Linked DNA regions of Rattus norvegicus: region 1 is linked to region 2. A link is a contact called in public Hi-C data. All regions are on one chromosome and are shown on one strand. Each heading gives the region's core, a stretch centred on a gene start, on an enhancer-like site or on the middle of the called end of the contact. The rest is flanking DNA. Distances are from core to core; before and after follow the strand shown.

What was found. A called contact is a pair of places that touch in the nucleus more often than the background predicts.
Region 1: a Hi-C map of liver shows a contact between it and region 2, with 4 times the contacts expected there. The contact joins two enhancer-like sites. A contact is called at or near these places in 12 of 12 Hi-C or Micro-C datasets (the A7r5 cell line, the Rat2 cell line, Schwann cells and 7 more) and 1 of 1 datasets of contacts at active chromatin or transcription factors (oligodendrocytes).

What each region holds. Positions count from the first base shown.
Region 1 is chr4:177,431,035-177,434,790 of GRCr8, reverse strand. No RefSeq gene overlaps it. Among named protein-coding and RNA genes, the nearest start is that of Cmas, 17 kb to the left of the region's middle. Within about 2 kb of position 1,805, at least 35 of the 93 cell types and tissues checked have an H3K27ac peak or open chromatin away from gene starts, as enhancers often do. A contact at or near this core is called in liver, where this site is marked.
Region 2 is chr4:177,193,806-177,197,770 of GRCr8, reverse strand. No RefSeq gene overlaps it. Among named protein-coding and RNA genes, the nearest start is that of Ldhb, 18 kb to the right of the region's middle. Within about 2 kb of position 2,365, at least 1 of the 93 cell types and tissues checked has an H3K27ac peak or open chromatin away from gene starts, as enhancers often do. A contact at or near this core is called in liver, where this site is marked.

The DNA of each region.
Region 1 (3,756 bases), core at 556-3,055, 240 kb before region 2:
TTATGGTCCCGTGTTTTAACACAACAATCACTTCCTATGCGTGGTGCAACTCACATGGTAACTTGGTGCCCTCTACGAAGGCTCAGTAATGGAAAAAGAGATTTCTCTTTTCTCTCAGATGATGTTAGGGCCTTGCTCTAAAAGTCCCACACTGTGAGTTCACCGTTAGGGCTTTCCAAAGGCCCTGGGCAGCAATGGCTACTGCTACTTTAAACATAGCTGCATGCGTTGGGTTACACATCCAGTTGGCATGGAAGCTTACGTTGAGCCTCTTTCTCTTGTTCTGGGTCCCACTCAGAGATAGCTGCCTTTCTGGTTGCCCAGTAATGCTCTCCAGTGAAGATTATGCTGACTTCAAACCCAGAGTGCTTGCCTCTGTGCTCTTGCTTGAGAGGCTGTGGATGTAACAGCTGACGCTTAACCTAAAAGCAGATGCCTTGAAATGTGTTCCACCACTGGCCCCTAACAAGCTTTGCATAGGGAAAAGGTCCCAGAGTTTAACATTCATGTGGTGTGCATGCGCGCGCGCGCGCGCGCGCGCGCGTGTGTGTGTGTGTGTGTGTGTGTGTGTGTGTGTGGTGAGTGTGAATGTCAGAGGACATTGTGTGGGAGGTGGCTTACTCCTTCCACCGTGTGAAGCCTTTGTGTCAACTCAGGTTGGCAAGGTTGGTGGCAGGTACCATTACTGCTGAGCCACCCTCTTGCTTATCAGTGATGTCTTCTGAAAGGAAAGAGTAATCCGGATCCTTGCATGGGATGTAAGATTAAGTGCTAGCATTGGTCAGAGACAGGGCAGTGAAGGTGTATTGTTAGCCGTACCTGCTGGAAGCAAGTCCATTCTGGTGAGTCTTCTGGTAAAATATAGAGGGAAAAAAAAGAACTAATCACTTACTAGACCCACAACTGCATCTGAGTTTCCAAGGTACACGTGGGTCTTCCTGACAATGAAAATCATATCTGGTGCAGCTGCTGTAACTGGAGGTACAGCCTGGCCAAGCTCCCAGTATCCCACCATCTTTCTCCATGACCCATTTGTTTTCTACACAGGCAAAATGGAGCTGACCAGGGTTGTGGTGGAAACCACCCTTAAGAGCACTGGAGTTGGCAAAGGACACACCAAGACCAACTTCTCAGCATGAAGGAGATTCACTTGTCCCGGAGGGTCAAAGGGCAGGGAATAAGAGACAAAGACAGGAGATGGAGGACAAGAGAGAAGGGGAAAGGAACAAAGGAGAGAGAGAAGGAATATTTGCCCTGGAGAGACAAAGGACTGCCTCTGGGTAGAGAGGAGTCAGGCAGGACCCATGAGCAAATGGTAGTTTATCAAGGGAAAGGGGGACCCAGTGTTAGGATGAGTTGTTTTATTTTGATTGGGCATTTTTTAAAAAGATTTTTTAAAAAAGATTTATTTATTTGTTTATTTATAAGTACACTGTAGCTGACACACCAGAAGAGGGCATCGGATCCCATTACAGATGGTCGTGAGCCACTGTGTGGTTGCTGGGATTTGAACTCAGGACCTCTGGAAGAGCAGTCAGTGCTCTTAACTGCTGAGCCATCTCTCCAGTCCTCGATGGGGCATGTTAATTGGGTGAGCCAGAAGGGGGCTTTTGGTTGCTGGACTTCAATACTTTGTAGTTGGACTTTGGTTGCCTCAGGAGGAGGAAGTGGCCAAACAAGGGACTAGACCATCTAATGGTTTAGCTGGGAGGAGAGAGAAAGGCAGAACCTGTTGGAGGGTGCTAAGCTTGTGTGCTCTGGTCTGCCAGAGCCCTTTGACCTGTCTTCAATGCTCTCTGGTTTCAGCATTACACTAACCTTGGCGTTTCTCCAGGAACGCAGCATTGACTCAGATCACCATTGCTCTTAAATGGAAGGGACCCCGACAGGCACATTTGGCTTTCCCCACCATCTTAGTTTGAGCGCCACGGATCAAGGAAGGCTTGTTGACATTACACCTTAACTGCCAACTGTGCTTAACCCGATTATATGTTCTGGAACTGTGAAAATCACACAGGGGCGATCAGTGATATGGACATAGAGTGGTCCCTGACCCCATAAGCCTCTACTCTAAAAAGTCTCAGTAGCACTATGGTCACCCGCATCCACTGTCATTTCATAGACAGCTTCTGGAAGTCTCCCAACGTTCTGAGCAACTGATTTTTGCCTTGTGTAAAGATATCCTGGTTAAAGGCTAGAGATCTCTTTAGGGAGAGGCTGGGAGAAATATTAACCATATGAAATGTTTGACTGAGAACAAAGGTTTTCTCTCTCATTCCAAAGCGTTTGATTCTGTAAACTGACCCAAATATAGGGATTGGACAAAAGGCTGTAACTTTTTTTTTTAAATGATTCGAATTCGAGTTTCATTGGCTGGACACAGAAGTTTCTCTTGTCACATATGGGTGAGAATTGAACCTGACTTGTCTATCTCACTCCTAGACTCACTATGATTAATGAGCCAAGGCCTTAACTCTGCAGAATCAATGCCTCTGGTATCTGTTCTGGCTGCACATCTTGTTGTCTTGGTGACTAAGGACCCATTCCTCTCATTACACTCAGTCTTCCCCCTTTCATGGCTGCATCCCCCAACATTTGGTCTAGCCGATGAAGTGAGCCCTTCAGAGTTCTTCAAGGATGCTGTGGTTCCCACCGAAAATCTACTTCGTACGCTACCTAGAAAAAGTATGTCTTTCGGACCCTCCTTACGTGGGCAAGTGTGCCATAAGTGACAAATGTACTCATGCGTCACTCCAGCCTCTCCGAGCCTTTGGATCCCTTCTTTACAAGAAATCAAAGCACGTTTAGTTCTTCAAATCCGCCCACAACCTCGACATGAACAGATGAAGGATGCCTCTTGTCCACAGAAACAAACACTTCCCCCACCCCCGACACAATGCATTGTTCTCAGTCACTGAAGTAGAACAGGAGGGGCCTAGTGTCCTGTGGTAACGTGACGCTGCTCAGATGGGAAAGTTTTAAAAATATTTTGTTAAGTTATGTGTGCACGAAGGCAGGCGCGGGCCCGCAGAGGGCAGGAGGAGGCATCCAATCTCTTCAAGCTGGTAGCTGTGAGCCGCTCACCATGGGTGCTGGGGACAGAACACGGGTTGCTCTTCAAGAGCAGCTAGAGCTCTCCACTGCTGAGCCGTCCATCACTCCAGCCCCTGCATGAAATAAGTCTCAACACACAGAAAGGGCCTTGGTCCTCAGTTGCCTTTCACCTCGGCTGCACAAAGAGTTTGTGTTGAAGCTAGACATGGCTTCAAACCCCATTCCGAGGTTCTCCTAGCTGACTAACTCAAGATGTCAAAGTTATCAAGGCTTAATGGAAGCCACAAGTGGCCAGCAGATAGGGTGCACTCAGAGTGTGTCAACCGAGGAGGAGCTTTTCTGGCTACTGTCACTGTGAATGTCATTGCTGTGCCTGCTGTGCACGGTTGGGGACTGCAGTGGTAAACTCAGCAGAATGAAAGTATATCTGGTACTTTGGGTCCCTCCTCGATGATGTGCACGGCCGGAAGGCTGCGAAATCCCACGCTGATGAAGGGAGACAGGACTGGAGGGAGGAGAGGAGTCTCCTTGGCTCTGCCCTCTTTCCCTTCAGGGCTGGCTAGAGTCAGCTCACAAGAGTTGACTGCTAAATTTCTCAGAATATTTTAAAGCCAAATTAAACATAACTCAGATAGATAACAAATCGTAAGAATTTATAATTAAATAAAGCTATGCTGGGAATTCATTATCAAAGTATGTTTT
Region 2 (3,965 bases), core at 1,116-3,615:
AGCAAATAAGTAAGAGGTTGCCATCAATTCCACATGAAAGCTTCGCTCCCTGAGTCTGCCGCTGTGAGAGTGTAGCATGCCATGCGGGCTTCCTAACTGAAAGAAGTCGGCAGGGAAGACAGGAACCAAGGAACGCAAGGTCCCAAGGTTTACTCTCCCGCTGTCACACACTGGGGAGATTAATGGAGACTCTTCCATAAATGTTTTCATATACCAAAGTAATGACTTGTCACCAAACTTTTGTATAAAGAAGCCAGGCAATGTGCCCAGAAGGGTCCTTGTTGCTGACCAGTGCTGAAGCTGCCCTGCTTTCTGTCTTCAGGAGACCACGTTTCTTCTAGCCTCACCTGTCAAGTTGACATAGCCCAGAGTTCAGCCTGGGAGGATTGCCTCCAACAACCTGCTCTGTGGGATATATCTGTGGGATATTTTCTTGATTGCTAATTGATACAGGAGGGCCTGACCCATGGTGGGATGGTACTGTTGCTTGGCAGGGTGTTCTGGGCCGTGTAAGAGAGCTCACTGAGCAGAGGATCGGGAGTTAAACCAGGAGGCAGCATTCCTTGACTCCAGGTCATCCTTTGACTTTCCTTGCTGGTGGACTTAACCTGTAAGGCAGCATAAAGACTTTCCTTCAGGAATTTGTTTTTGGCCAGAGTGTTTCGTCACGGCAACAGAAAGCAAACTAGAGCAATGCTTACCCTCAAAGGTATTTCCATTTTCACTTTGCCGTATGGATGGTGGAATACCCTGTAACTGGAGAACAGCACAGCAAGTCCTAAGCAAGCTGGGACACTGCTTCTTGGGAGACCCTAGTGGGACCCTTGGGGACCCTTCTTGGAGTGGTGCCTAAGTGGTCAAGAGCACTTGGACAGTCATGCGTTCCAACATTTGGGTCCCAGCTTCTATGTCACAAGCGGCCATCTTGTGCGCACTAGCAACCCCAGCTACAAGGAGGCACAAACAGGGAGGGCCACTGGGGCTTGCTGGCTTCCAGCCTTGCCTCAGAAGCATCAACCCCTGGTTCCAGGAGAGACAAGGTCTCAAAGAAACCGTGGACTGTAATCTGGAAGGACACCTGACCCTCCTGGCGTCTGCACTAGTGCAGATGGACAGCCTCGAACGTAGTCACATGTGTGTGTGCACACACCCTGTAGACCATGAGCAAAGTCTCCAAGATCATTGGTTACACATTAGACCCAGAAACCTGGACAACCCCTTTGGATGCATCGTCATTTTAATGCTTGAGGCATGAATGCATAATAACACCAAGGGTGAAGTAAACAATTATTGTTTTGTTCTGTTGAGAGTCAGGGTCTCACTATGTTTGTCTAAGAGGCTAGTCTAGCACTTGCAACATAACCCAGGCTGGTCCAGAAATCACTCTCCTGACTCAGCCTCCTGAGTGCTGAGATTATAGACATTTGACACTATGCCTTGCTCTATTTTAAACAATCTCAAGTAAATGAAACATCTATTTATCTATTCATCCATCCTCCATCCATCTGTCCCTCCATCCATCCATTCATCTATCCATCCATTCATCCATCTACCTATCCATCCATTCATCCATCCACCCCATTCATCCACCCCATCCATCCATCCATTCATCCATCCATTTATCTGTCCATTCATCTATCCATCCATCTATCCATTCTTATTCATTCTTGATTTTTGCCACAGTGTTCACTACAGAGCCCTAGCTGATCTGGCACTTGCTATATTTTACAGGTGGAGAGAATGCAAGGCATAGAGGTCCCAATTTACTTAGGGAAGTGACAGCTAAGTCATGGACAGAGCTGGAGTTGAGCACAAGCCCACCCTCTCTGGCACCAGGCACTTAGACAGTTTGCTTTACTTCTGACAGCAAAGGGGCTGGCATTAGGCTGGGGCCAAGAGTGGCTAAGCTTTCTCCAAGTGGATAACTGGGATGCTCTCCCTAACAGTATAAAAATACAACAGAAGCACAGTACAGAAGACAGAAGGGGCAGTGAGACACGACCTGTAAACAATTTAGCCAACATGCGCACACTTTTATATTGTGTCTCGAAATTTTCACGGCAATGTTTTGAATGATTGAAGATGTAACTTCCTGATGTCTGTCTTCCCTTTGATGCTAAATATTGGTATGGAAGCAATGATATGATCTTTTCCTGTCCCATCAGTCACCAATAAAATAAAATAAACAAAAATAAAAACCCAACAACAAGCAAGCCAGCCAACAATGAGTGGCATTTCAAACAGAAGAGGGTTTTAGGAAGCAGTGGTAAGGGGCCACTGTGAGGGAGCAGGCCAGCACTGATCCTGGCTCATGGAGTGTGGTCATGAGCTCGCTGTGTCCTGAGGACACCCACACCACGCCACTATGGAAGCCAGGTTATCACTATTTAAAACTCTGGTACAAACAGGTTTAAAGGGCATGAACAGGATGCACAGGACACTTCAGAGTCCAAAGAGCCAGCTAGTCCACGTGATCACATGAAATGAAAGATTCCACTCCTCCTGGGCTCTAAGGACCTGGCTGGCTATGTTCTCTGTTTTAGCTTTTATGTTTCAGGAAAGAGAGCAAGAGACATGGAGGGGGTCTGTCTCCCCGGGTGGTGTTTCAGAACACCTAAGGGACACAAAGCCCTTTCTCTAGGCTGTGGTGTGCGTTCCCCTGAGGCGGTGGGTAAACACGCAACATTGGCAGCCTTCCACCGAAAATAAAAATCATCACTCAAGAAGAAACTTGATGTTCCAGAGCCCCCACAGCCACCAAAATGGGAAAAAAAGCTTTCTATTGTGTTTTCTGTGTAACGTGAACGCCAAGAAATGGGGACCAAGGTAGAAGGTTCTTGTGAGTGGAACATAAACTGACTATGACGTGTCTGACCGCTTGCTCTAAGTGTGCATTTTCTGCCAACTGTAAACATTATTATGATTAAACCACGCAATTCTCCTCAATCTGATAGAGACAAAGACAGGTTACCAGCTGAGGACTGCTCCCAGGGTCTGGACTATCAGGAGTGAGGAATCTGACCTTTGTGGATTTAGGCTTCTTAGATTTGACTGTGACTTGGGATAGATAATTGCCAAAGGACCTTTAATCTCTAAATCTAATTATCTCATTGATGAATTTAACTTTTCTCTCTCACTGCTGTGATAAAATACCTAACCAAAGCAAGTGAAGGAAGAAGGCATCTGCCTGACTTACAAATCTGGGGCACTGGGAGCTGAGAGGGACCTCAGCAAACCGTACCCGTATCTGGAAGCAGAGAGGCAGAGAGAGAGAGAGAGAGAGAGAGAGAGAGAGAGAGAGAGAGAGAGAGAGAGAGAGAACACGAACGAACCCAGGACCCCAGCCCATGCAATAATAGAATTCACATTCTGGGTGGGCTTCTCAATTAATTCCAACTAAAAATACCCTTAGTGGCATGCCTAGAATTTGTCTCCTGGGTAATTCTAGATACTGCCAAAATCAACTATTCGGTGATATAAATGAGGGTTAGAAGACATGCCTTTATAAACACACAATTAATGCATTAATTCATTTACTTGATAATAATGGACAACATTCATCGGACCAGGCACTTTTCCAATGATACTTTTGACTTTATACCTATGAGTACGTTACATTTTCCCCGGAGCTCCATGACAAAAAGAATGAGTCTCATTCTCATTTTAAGATTGAGATGACATTAAATTTAAAAGTACAGTATTTTTTAAAGCTAGTGGTCAAGCTTCATAGCTAGCTGGGATTCAAATGCAGGCGCTCTGTCTCATAAGACACACATAAAAGAATTCTGCGATCTAGCTACTGCGAATTTCAAAATATTCCTCCTGATCCAGACCCAGCCCTGACCACCATGACTACTGCATTTGTGCAGTGTGGTCTACTGTTCCAGAGAAGCTTTTACTGAGGCAGAAAGAAATTTTGAAGTGGGTCAATTACTCTGAGGCTCAGAACTGCTCTTGTGTGCATA